3 separate regions of the Zea mays genome follow, and regions 2 and 3 are each linked to region 1. Evidence: chromatin contacts called from public Hi-C data. All regions are on one chromosome and are shown on one strand. The core of a region is the stretch at or near the end of the contact, and the rest is flanking DNA. Distances in the headings are between cores, read along the strand shown.

Evidence for each region. Hi-C and Micro-C count contacts between places; a contact is called where the count stands out from the background.
Region 2: a Hi-C map of leaf shows a contact between it and region 1, with 4 times the contacts expected there. The contact joins the promoter of LOC103625721 here to the promoter of LOC100286207 in region 1. A contact is called at or near these places in 5 of 25 Hi-C or Micro-C datasets (ear, leaf and tassel).
Region 3: a Hi-C map of tassel shows a contact between it and region 1, with 1.9 times the contacts expected there. The contact joins the promoter of LOC103625723 here to the promoter of LOC100286207 in region 1. A contact is called at or near these places in 2 of 25 Hi-C or Micro-C datasets (leaf and tassel).

The regions. Positions count from the first base shown.
Region 1 is chr5:1,392,984-1,396,824 of Zm-B73-REFERENCE-NAM-5.0, forward strand. LOC100286207 reads right to left here and starts at 2,082. Exons shown (of 8, transcript NM_001159095.2): 1 at 1,973-2,082; 2 at 1,685-1,750; 3 at 1,532-1,584; 4 at 1,295-1,322; 5 at 696-770; 6 at 319-423; 7 at 1-45. The coding sequence starts at 1,987.
Region 2 is chr5:1,540,303-1,544,020 of Zm-B73-REFERENCE-NAM-5.0, forward strand. LOC103625721 (inner membrane protein PPF-1, chloroplastic) reads left to right here and starts at 1,473. Exons shown (of 12, transcript XM_008646114.4): 1 at 1,473-1,956; 2 at 3,575-3,685. The coding sequence starts at 1,630.
Region 3 is chr5:1,629,561-1,633,356 of Zm-B73-REFERENCE-NAM-5.0, forward strand. LOC103625723 (translocation protein-related) reads left to right here and starts at 1,416. Exons shown (of 5, transcript NM_001157710.1): 1 at 1,416-1,598; 2 at 2,043-2,360; 3 at 3,144-3,345. The coding sequence starts at 1,494. It overlaps LOC100191822, which reads left to right. Exons shown (of 13, transcript NM_001367158.1): 13 at 1-173.

The DNA.
Region 1 (3,841 bases), core at 832-3,331:
GTCCTCACAATGGTAGTTTGTTATCAGGAAACTGATATCATAGCCCTGAAACATAAGGCATAATTTGCCACCAGTTCAGTCGTGAACAATTTAGATTTCTGAAGGGATAAGCAGTTATGTTGATAACTTGGTAAAGCTGAGCTCTATGTGGGAATACGGCAAGATAAGAGGGGAGAGAGAGAAAACTAGTACAACAAATGTTAGCAAAAATATGGTCCATCATCCAGCTGTCCACAATGATGTATCCCTGTGCCTTACAGGTAGTTCATGTTTAGTACATAAAACACTGCTCAAGGTAATCAACGTTAAGTTGGAAACCTGAACCGGTTTTCTCCTCAACACTTGGAATGCCTCTGCCCTCATTGACAAAAACCTAAGGAACTTCTTGGCAAGAATGTTCTCCAATTCATCTGCCTGCTTAACCTGCCAGATCAATCAGAAGCTATAAGTATATACCAGACAGCAAATGGTTGCATGACAAAACGTATTAAACACAAGCAGATGCAACACATGTGAGCAGGCACCAAACACTGCCATCGGGTCCACCTTTTTAGTTTGTATCAGGAATATTTTCTAACAATTTTGCTACCAAATCATACATCAAATCACAGTAGCGTCCAAATAATATGCCAAATGTATAGCAGCACTGATACCCCAATAACCATTGAAAAATCCCACAAAGCTCTCCAGTGTACCTTCATGCTTATTCGTATGGAGTTGATTGAAGTCTCTATCAAGCATTTTTCTGCTTCGTTGCGGCATATCAGTACCTGTACATAAATGTAGGAGTATGAGTCACAATTCTCAAAATATTAACAGAACTTATAAATCTCTTCCAAATAAGCATAAGGGATAATGTAAGTTACATCTACAAGCAAACATATACTTAATTGGTTTGGCAACAACAACCAACTTATCTTAAGTGGTATCTTGGTAAAAAAAATGTTCTAACAAATATCGGCAACCATTTTTTTCCACAAAACATAAATCACTGAAAATTCCATCGCAGGTCAAAAGAAGATCCAGCCTTGAGTAATCAAGCTTAAATTTACTTAGGAATGTTAAACGATGAAACAGAGCTGTCCGTGATTCTTAGCTTGGTATCATAATAGTGCACTTGTTCCAACTAAAAACGACGGCACTGCAATCATTAGTAGTCCATGTTTTGCCATGTTGGGTTTAGTTACCTCGTACATATTAGAACACACTCACACTGTCTCCAAAAAGAAAATAAAGGTCGATAATGAAGGGTTGTAAAATGAATTTAAGATACTGTCAAAGAAGTCTCCCTCACCGGATTCAGCAGAAGTTCAGGGCTTGTCCTGTGAATAAGATTAAAAATGAAGATGGATTAGTAAGGGCAAAACGATATATCCGCATGAGCCTTTAGGAAATTCACGAGCAAACAAGAATTGTGTTATTATTTATAGGAGTCAACATGGAATGGGATATGAATTATGAAGGTTAAGCACATGTGCCAAGGAAGAAGAGCACTGAACAACCATTGTTGCCTGCTTGCAGCATGACTTACTTGAGCTCCACCTCCGGTTTGTTGTGCCTCTCGACTTCTTGGCAAGGGAAATTCTGGTACCAGAACAAAAGGACAAACCATCCACGTTACGCTCGTGGTGAACTGGGAACAGCAGCAGGAGGAGGAGCCTCGAGCAGAAGCAGAAGAGAATACCTGGAGGCACATCGCCGCCTCCAGAGTGTTCCGGATGCAGGTGAGGTACAACCGCAGCGTATTGGCCTGCGAAAAAGAGTCGCTCGTTAACGTTTTGAGATGTCGATGTGTCTAGCACACGCCGAAACGAAGATAGTTTTTGCCAGATACTGAAGTTATAGCAGGCGTAATACTACAATGGGGATACGCTACACTTGCAGTTACGATCAGATCCGAATACGAATAGCCAGATAGCTTAAGTTAGGGTTCGGGCGTTCCGTTTCGCGCAGCAGGCAGGGGTCGGCATACCTGGTGGGTGCTCATCGCCGGCGAAGAGCCGGACGAGAACCTGGGCACCTGGCGTAGGGCGGCCGCGGCGGTGGCCCAGGCGTCGCCGGAAGGGAGAGAGATCACGCAGGAGTGAACGAGACAAGCAGCAGGCCTGATGCGTGACCACGGGGCCTCTCCTGGGCCGGTTTTCTTGGGCCGTTCCTTAAAAACGAAAGTATACATGTTCGCCTAATACAGGGGAAGAAAACGAACGGGTTCGGGATAGCCTACCTCCCGTTTTTTTCATATTTTATTTCAGAAACGGGATTAAAAATGAAACCATAAAAAATGGGACTAGTTAGATGATAAAACGAATCAAATTAGAATTAAACGTAAAAAGTGAAAACATTGCCGCATGGAATATAAAAAATAAAACAACATTGCGATCAATTTAAACATCACTTCTAGACATACACAAGCAATATATATAATAGAAAGCTCTAGCCCAACGATGTCATCCGGTTCAGCCGCACCAGGTTCGGGCGGCTATAAAAACACATCCAGACCGCTATGGATTAAGTTTTAGCGGCGGTGGCGATCCTAGAGGCCAGCGGCGGTGGCGTCCCGAGCCAGGCCACCGGTGGCGACACTCCCTAGGATCGAGCGACGACGATGCTCCCGAGACGGGCGGGCAAGTGGCGACGACGCTCTTGAAGTGGACGAGCGGCGACGGCGCACCCTAGGCCCTGTGCGCGACGACGGTGGCGCGAGACGCGATAGGTTTCGGCAGTAACGATGGTGGCCACGGAAGACGTGGGTTGCTCCGGTGGTTCAGCGAGGCGTGGTCATCTCCGACGATGGCGACACGTGAGGCATGGGTGGCTCTGGCGTCATTCGATGAACAACTCCTCTGATCCAGTGGCTTCGACGGCGTCCTACGGTGACGACCTACTCCAATCATTTGTTTATGCATGCAGCTGTTGGTTGAGTCCATACTAAGTTTTTTTATTAAATATGATATACCGTGTAGGTACTTATGCGACCTTCTGTAACAATTTATGTTTTACGCGATATCAGTCATCCAACTTTTGTGTGTATGCCATAGAAACGAAAATGACCCTCAAAATTTGTGCGCATGCAATAGAAACTCCCACGACCTACCATAGTTTTCGGATCTGCATATATAAAAATATGAACTGCATGCATGTGCCTAATGGTTGACATATTGGTAAGATCTGCCAAATAAATAGAATCATGGATGTGTCTGGTGGGGTACACGCCTGAATGCATGTTCGTGGAGGAGGGACGACATACAATCACATACATATTTTTATGTCACTTTATATACATATTTATAGCAACATTAAGAGGTTTGCAAGAACTTTCAGATTGGATCAGTATTTTACGCTCATAACTTCAGGTTTTTACGCTCAAAACTGAAGGTTTTTATCCACCAGTACACTTCATGTCAGATTTTTACGCAATGTACTGCATTGCATAAATAGCTACACAATGTAGTATAATTTGTATCAATATATATCATAAACTAGTGCTAACGAGCCTAGCTGATTGGTTGTTGGAGAGATCTTATATTTATGGAGAAATTAAAGCATTTAAATCAGATTTTTTGTTTTCATACATGCCAATATATTTTCTTTCAACGCACATTCTTGGTATCATATTTTTTTGCATATTCAGCACAAAATAGATTTTTACGTAGCGTGCCACATTGCATAAATACATACATTGTGTAACATAATTAATATTAATATATATCATAAACTGATTCTAATGTTGCTAGTTGCATGACTGTTGGAGAGATGCTATATTTATATAGGAAATAAAGCATTCAAATCAAATCAGCCGCATGGAGTTGGAAACGAAAATGCCTACCAAAATTATTACACA
Region 2 (3,718 bases), core at 223-2,722, 150 kb after region 1:
TGCTTATTTTTTTTATCTCCATCAACCATCCTTGCATAGTGAAATTAGGTAGTGTTTGATTGCAGAGTTGGAACTGATTTCAACGTATAACATGTTTGGTTCAGTTTTAGATTAGATGAAATGGAGCCACTCCAAAAGTAGAACATTTCTTCAATATGTTGTATTCTTGGGCTTCACAAAAATGATTGAATCTATGTGCTCCACTCCTCATTCCTGTCAGTAGGCTCTTAATCTAGAACTAAAGGTAGAATAGAGTTGCTCCGTTCTATTTTTCACTCTCGAACCAAATAAAAGTTAGAGCGACACCGTTCTAATTAGTAATTATACCTTCTATCCTTAGGGGTGTTTGGTTTCATCAATAATATTTAGTCCATATCACATCGAATATTTAAATGATAATTACGGGTATTAAATATATTTTAATTATAAAATTAACTACACAAATAAAGATTAAAAGACGAGACGATTTATTAAAACTAATTAAATATATATTTAATACTTATAATGATATTTAAATATTTAGGCCCCCTTTGGCAGGGCTCCTAACGGCTTCGGCTCTGGCTCCTCTGGTTTCTTGGTTTCTCTAGAGGAGCCAGAGCCGTTTTGTAATTCATTTGGCAAAACAGCTTCTCACGAGGAGACGGTGGCAGAGACTGTAATTTCGTGAAACATTATTGTGTGCCGGATAGAAGGAGCCAATAGAAGCTTGTTTTCTCGTGCTTCGTCTCCCAATAGCAAAACGGCTCTAACTCTTTGATGGCTCTTGGTGAGGAGCCATTTTTTAAGACCGTTTGGTATGACTTCACGAAGAGCCAGAAAAAGAGCCACCGAGAGAGCCCTGCCAAAGGGGGCCTTAATATGACACGATAAACTTTAGTCAGAGGAACCAAACATCCCCTTGGAACCAAACACCCCTTTACAATCTGGAACAAAGCCACTCTGTCTAACTAGGCCCTCAAACCAAACACTTTCTTAGGGGGGTGTTTGAATGCACTAAAACTAATAGTTAGTGGCTAAAATTAGTTGAAACATCCAAACGCCCTAGCTAATAGTTCAACTATTAGCTATTTTTGGTAAATTAGTTAATAGTTAGGTAGCTATTTGTTAGTTAGCTAATTTTATCACCAATTTTTAGCCAACTAACTATTAGTTATAGTGTATTCAAACACCCCCTTAATTTTATTTTATCTATAAACATACACTTTGCTTTCTGAAACAGAATTTTAATCCCACTCGGCGCCATGTAGAATTTTAATGCCACTCGGGCGGCCCAATATCTCAATTGTCGTACGGGCTTACGCTCCAATTCATTTATCCATATAGAAGAAAAGGCCTACTTTAGGTTGACCAGCCCCACCCGTCAACCGCGGGCCCGACGCGCTGCAGCCGCCACCGGCCCGCGCACGCGTGAATCGGGTCGCCTTCCGTATCGAAACTCTGCTCCCTCCGCTGCTTGCCTTGCGGCGGCTCCTGCTACTAAATCCGTGCTCGCTTTGCTGTGTCGTGTCGTGTGCTGCCCCACTTGCAGTTGGACTCGCCGCCGCTCGCTTGCTGTGGCCTGTGTCCGAGCCGGCCTACCCCGCCTCTGAACACCGCCTCGCCGCCCGCGTGCGCCCCCCTCCAACTCCTATGGCCGCGCCCTCCCACCTCCACCTCCACCTCCCGGGCTGCCCCCAAACCCTAGCCCTGCCCCTGCCCTCCCCGGGGGGTTTCTCCGCTTGGCCCGGCCTCCGCTCCTGCTCCCGCTCCCGCCAGCCCCGCATCCGCCCGGTCGCCGCGCTCGGACCCGCCGACGCCGGCGACCTGCTCGGCCGCGTTGAGGCGTTCCTCTACACCGTTGCGGACGCCGCCGTTAACGCGGAGCCCGTCGCGGCAGCCGCGGACACCGGGACCAAGGAGGCCGCCGCCGGGGACTGGCTCTCCGGCATCACCAACTCCATGGAGACCGTGCTCAAGGTGCGTTCTCGGCCGCCGCCGCTTCGCTTGCGGTTCCGTGCCTCGGTTCAGCTGCAATTGGCTCAGAGGTTTATGCCACGGTTACGTGAGTTGCTGCGGCTTCCCCGTGCCGTGTGCGGACGCGTCTCCTCTGTTCTGTTTATTTCTCATTTTTTGTTTTGGGATTTTGGGTAACCGTGACTGTGAGGTGGCGGTGACACCCACCCCATTTTTGGTGCTCTAAATGCCCTGGGTGGAAGTAGACATCCAAATTATTAGGACAGATTTAATGTTTTTAAAATAGATGTTCATATAATTTGGTACTAATCTTAGTTATGTTGTTAAGCACATTATGAAAAACACAAATAAACGTGGGGAGAGGGGCACTGCCGCGTGGCCCCGCGTGCGACAGGGCCCGCGTGCAGTGACCCTACTGCCCCGTGCAGTACGTCAGAGGATCTGCTTCCACAACTAGGGGTGGACACATTTTCTCCGGAAACCGAACCAAAGTTTCGTTTTTTTCGGTTCTCGGTGTCGGTTTCGGTTCTGATTTTCATGAACATTGGTTTTAGATGGTGGTGTGCTTAAGTTCAATGCTAAAAATAAGAATACAGATTTGCATAGCAGATTCTATATCCTATTTATTCGCAATCGAAGAAAAAAAGACCAAAAATTTAACATCCTAACAAGCATCCACTTCCATCCTTACTAAATGTTATGGCACGACAGTACGAGTGTTAGCTGGAACCTACTAAAAAAACTTGCTCAAACTCCTACCTATATATTTAGCTTTGAAGATAGATTGACAACATGTTTTCAATGACTCTGATGTAGACCTGCACTCCTGCAGATACACAGTGTTGATACTGCTACTGGTAATTGCTGCAGTCCTTGAGGGCCTCCAGGGATTTATGAGAACTAACTTGTTTGACTTAAAAAAAAGGGTTCCACTGACATCCATGCCTCATGCACATTAGTTGAGATGAAGTTGCCCAGCGTACATTAGGCAGGAACTGAAGGATAAGGCTCAATTATATTTCTGAAAAAAAAGAAGTGACTGCATGCCACAATTGGTGTTCAGTTAATTGCATCTGTTGCTGATTACTGTGAAGCACACAATAATTTATATGCTCATGCTTCTTTTGACTCTTGAGAATGGAAATGCCATGTGTTTGCTGTTGTAATTGCCAATTAAAAAAACATTTGCTAGATGTACGCTTTGAACATTTATCTCTCTTACATATACTAATCTATTCATCTATTGATGCGACTTCTGTCCACTAAAAATGCATGTACTTTGATTAACTGTTAATCAAAACTTACAAAATTTGATCCTTCCAAATCTTAATTAGATAGTACTTTTAGCTGCTGTTGAGAAAGAATGTGAAGACTGAAGAGAGAATCAGTATTTGCACCCCATTTTCCTTCATGTCTGATCATATAACTGTATAAGTGACCCCTCTAGTAGTTTTTTATGAACTTTTTTCTTCTGAAATTATATTATGAACTTGCTGATAATTATTATAATACACATATTTTCATTACGTGCATATATAGACATATGCTTATTCTCAGCCTGTGCCTTCTTATATGTTTATAGAGTTTGTATCACACTTGAACACATTTCCCCCATTGCCAGGTTCTGAAAGATGGTCTATCAGCTCTCCATGTTCCTTATTCATATGGCTTTGCAATCATTCTCCTCACTGTTCTTGTCAAGGCAGCTACATTTCCTCTAACAAAGAAGCAGGTGCTGTATCTATGCTATGTTTCTAAAGTTGGG
Region 3 (3,796 bases), core at 166-2,665, 240 kb after region 1:
TATTGTAATAAGCTGTGCTTGAACCTTAGCTGTCTCTGTGTACTCGACGTACCACTCGCTCCCACAAATAGCTTCGAACATCCTGTACCTGAAACATGACGCTGTTTGGTGGAGGTGGAGCTGTAAGTGTTCTTTTGCACAATTCATTATAAAAATCCCAAATCTGAGTACTAGGAAATTTTTAGTGAGTAGAAAGTCCAATCGGATGGCAGATGACATGTAGGGCTGGATAAAATGCTCGATAGCTGGACTCGGTTCGTTTTAATTTTGTAGCGAGTTAAACTATCATTCTAGCTCGGTTCTCTAATGAAGCCAGCTCGGGTTAGCTCGCGAGCCAAACAAGTCAAGCCGTAATACAAGTTTATCTAGTCGTTGGTGTTGTCTCATCTTTTATAGTTTTGTTTTCTCATAGTTATGATTTGTGATATAGACATGTGTGGATGTGCCATGTGATTAAATATTTGTAGTATTGCATGACTACATATCTACATTGCATATTTAATATTTGATTATTGGTTATGGTTTTGTGAACTTTGTTTTTTGCAGCATATGATGTTAGTGTTGTGCAATGAAATGTTACATTTTTGTGGAATGAATGATGGATTGCTTTATAATGATGCTTGTTGTTATCTTATTATAATAATGGTTTGTAAATTTGTAAGTTAATACATATTTGGTTATTTAATTTAATATCAAAAGTTAGAAGCTAGTATGATGATGCGATAATAATATTATAAAGGTTTTGGGTTTGTAGTGTTAAATATTTAAAATATATTTTTTGATTATATATATTTATGTACATAGATCTTTGTATTTAGTTGTGTGGCTCGCGAGCTTAACAAACTGGATCGAGCTTCCTAACGAGCCGAGCCAGATGTTTAGCTCGTTAGTATAATGAGCCGTAACGAGCTGTGACTCGATATCCACCCCTAATAATATAGCGTGTATGGGTATTCCAGTTTCTATATGAGTCGGTTAATCTGATTACACTCCGATCAACATTTATAACTGCCACACCGAAGGGCACACGATTTGTCAAGGATTCTCGTCCTACCCATTTTAGCCCATCTAATTAAACGTAAAAATATCTTGTCCCATTTATCCGATCGGTAATGGGTGCTAAATATTTCTTCATAACAAGTCAAGGTTTTTATCAGATTCTAGTAAAAATAAATAAACATAGAACATGTTTCTAATCCGTTTCTATCGTTAAATTTTAATAGCGTAAAATTTAGAGTTCACCCTACTACCCATCAATCCGTGCTGTCAAACCAAACACTCCTCCAAGCGCACGCGCGCACAGTAAGACCGTCGGTGGGCCAGGGCCCACCGTTTCCAGTTCCTCTTGCGTGCTGGGCCTGCCCACGGCCCACCTCTGGCTGCTCCCACTGCGCAGTTCCAGTTCCAGTGTGCGAACCGAGGTCCCCCAATCCCCCAAACATTTCCCCCAAACATTTTTTTGTCGAATCTGTCGTGAGATCCTCCCCGACGAGATGGCGGGGAAGGGAGCCAAGGCCACGGCCGCCAAGTCGGCGGACAAGGACAAGGGGAAGAAGGCCGGCGGCCCCGTCTCGCGCTCCTCCCGCGCCGCACCTCAGGCGAGCTTGCTCCCTCCTCCGCTCGGCTCCACACGTTGCCGGCTCATCCGTGGGTGTTTTAGATTTGGTGTAGATGCTGGTGCCACGAACATTTCGCTATGCATTCGGGGCCGCGGTCGTTAGATTTCGCCTCTTCAATTCCTCCGGGGTCCATGCGATGCGGTTTTGCGGGATTTTTACTAGGGTTTTCGCACGGTTAGTTAGGTGTAGGCTATTTTTTTTCTTGTTCTCATTCATTCAAGATTTTTCGTAGATATGGAAAAACCCATGGTACGGTGGGTCGTGTGGATACGGAATGGTCGTTAGAAGTTTCCATTTCCTTGGCCTGGGAAGGCTCTCTAATCAGTCATGGGGTACAGGGGTTATTCTTGATTGTTGCCATGGGATGGTGCTGGCTGCTTTCCGCCATTGTCGCTAATTCTCTGATGCTGTTCTATTATTTAGGAGAATTCAACTCCGAAGAAAGATGTTTATCAATTGTTCGCTGAGAAGGTTAGGGATAACAAACAGCTGGAATCAAGATGGGCAATCATGCAAGAAACCCGTGTGGAGTATTTTCGTGGAAAAGATTTCAATGCCTTCATCAAGAATTATCCAGAAGTCAGGGAAATTTTGGGGCCAGATAAGGATTTAGAAGTGGAAGACATTGTTAACACTTTGTTGACCAAGAACCTTGTGATAAGGTGTGACCGAGTTATGAAAACTGTGAGGCCTGGCAAGAAAAAGTTATCATCATGGCCTGCTCACTTGGAGATACATAATGTAAGTATTATATGCTTCCTACGGAAAACATAATATACATGTTGTATTTTCCGATCTTGTTGGTTAAGATTACTTGTTATTACTGTGCGATGTTCTCCTGAATTTAAACACTGTAAATGCTACAGGGGAGTAATGTCGTTTTCATTTAATTGTTTGTGTATCCCATTTAATTGGATGTTTAACTCGTTTAATGGACCATATAGCCTGAATAATGGCTAAATGGTATGTGAATGACTGTTTAACGTTTAGGAAAGCACTGCCACTGTGTTTCTAATTATTCATTGCTCTTAAAGACTTTTAATGCTGCATTGACATTGCACTATCTTACCCTATAACTATGATCATGATAATCAAAATTCGTTACCATAATAACACCCAGATTTTATATAGTTCAAGTATGCATTATTTTAAATGGCAGACCTGTTGCAGTGGTGAGAACTGCCTCACTAAGTCACCAGGTCACAGGTTCGAAGCAGCCTTTCTGCATTTGCGGAGGGAAAGCTTGCCTCGGCTTATCCCTTTTCCAAACCCCACTTATGTGGGAGCCTCCGACACTGTCTCTGCCCCAAGTATGCATTATTTTACACTTTTTAGTTGAAACTATGGATGTTTTCAAACTGTATATGAGCCCTGGTGTGTATAAAGATTCACTTCTTCTGTATCTTGTGATATTCTCTTTGATGAAGTGATATTATGCATAACAACTCACTATAGAATGTGTGACAAATGTTATTCTTCCTGAACTTTATTCTTTATGCAAGTGGATTTGGTTTGTTCTTGCAGGAACAAGTGTTTACTGAAAATGATGGGTTTTATGCTTGGATGTTTCTGAAAAGGCGGACCTTGTGGCAGACAGTTCTTTCATTTGTTTGGCCTCTTTTTGCACTGGCAGTCTGCTTATTTCCAGTTTACCCATACCAATGCAAGATTGTTGTACTGTACTCATGTGCTGGAGCTCTACTTTTCATTGTCTCCATTCTTTTGCGTAAAATTTCTCCCTCTCTCCCAACTGTATTTTCATTCACGATAAACATTACGCTTCAGTAGACATTTTCAATATCACATTTTAATCACTAGACATACTTGAGTAATGAGCTACATTTTTTTGCCTGTGTAGTGTTGCGCACACTGCTAACGTCAGTCATATGCATCTTGATTAACAAATACTCTTTACCTGCTGTTCATAAAACAGCAGCTATCAGAAGTTGGTTTTGACTTACTGGAAGTTTTGTAGTATATATTGATAACCTTGCAGTTACATGTTAGTCACGGATTTAAACCTAACATCTTAAGACTTTGTGTGTGGGAACCATGAGTTCAACACTAGAGTAGCGTTCACTTGTTTCATTACAACAAACTATCTGTTTTTTTAACCTTTTCAATTCAGGCACATCTTAACTTTTCTTTTTTGTCCGTATGATTTTTTACGGGATCCA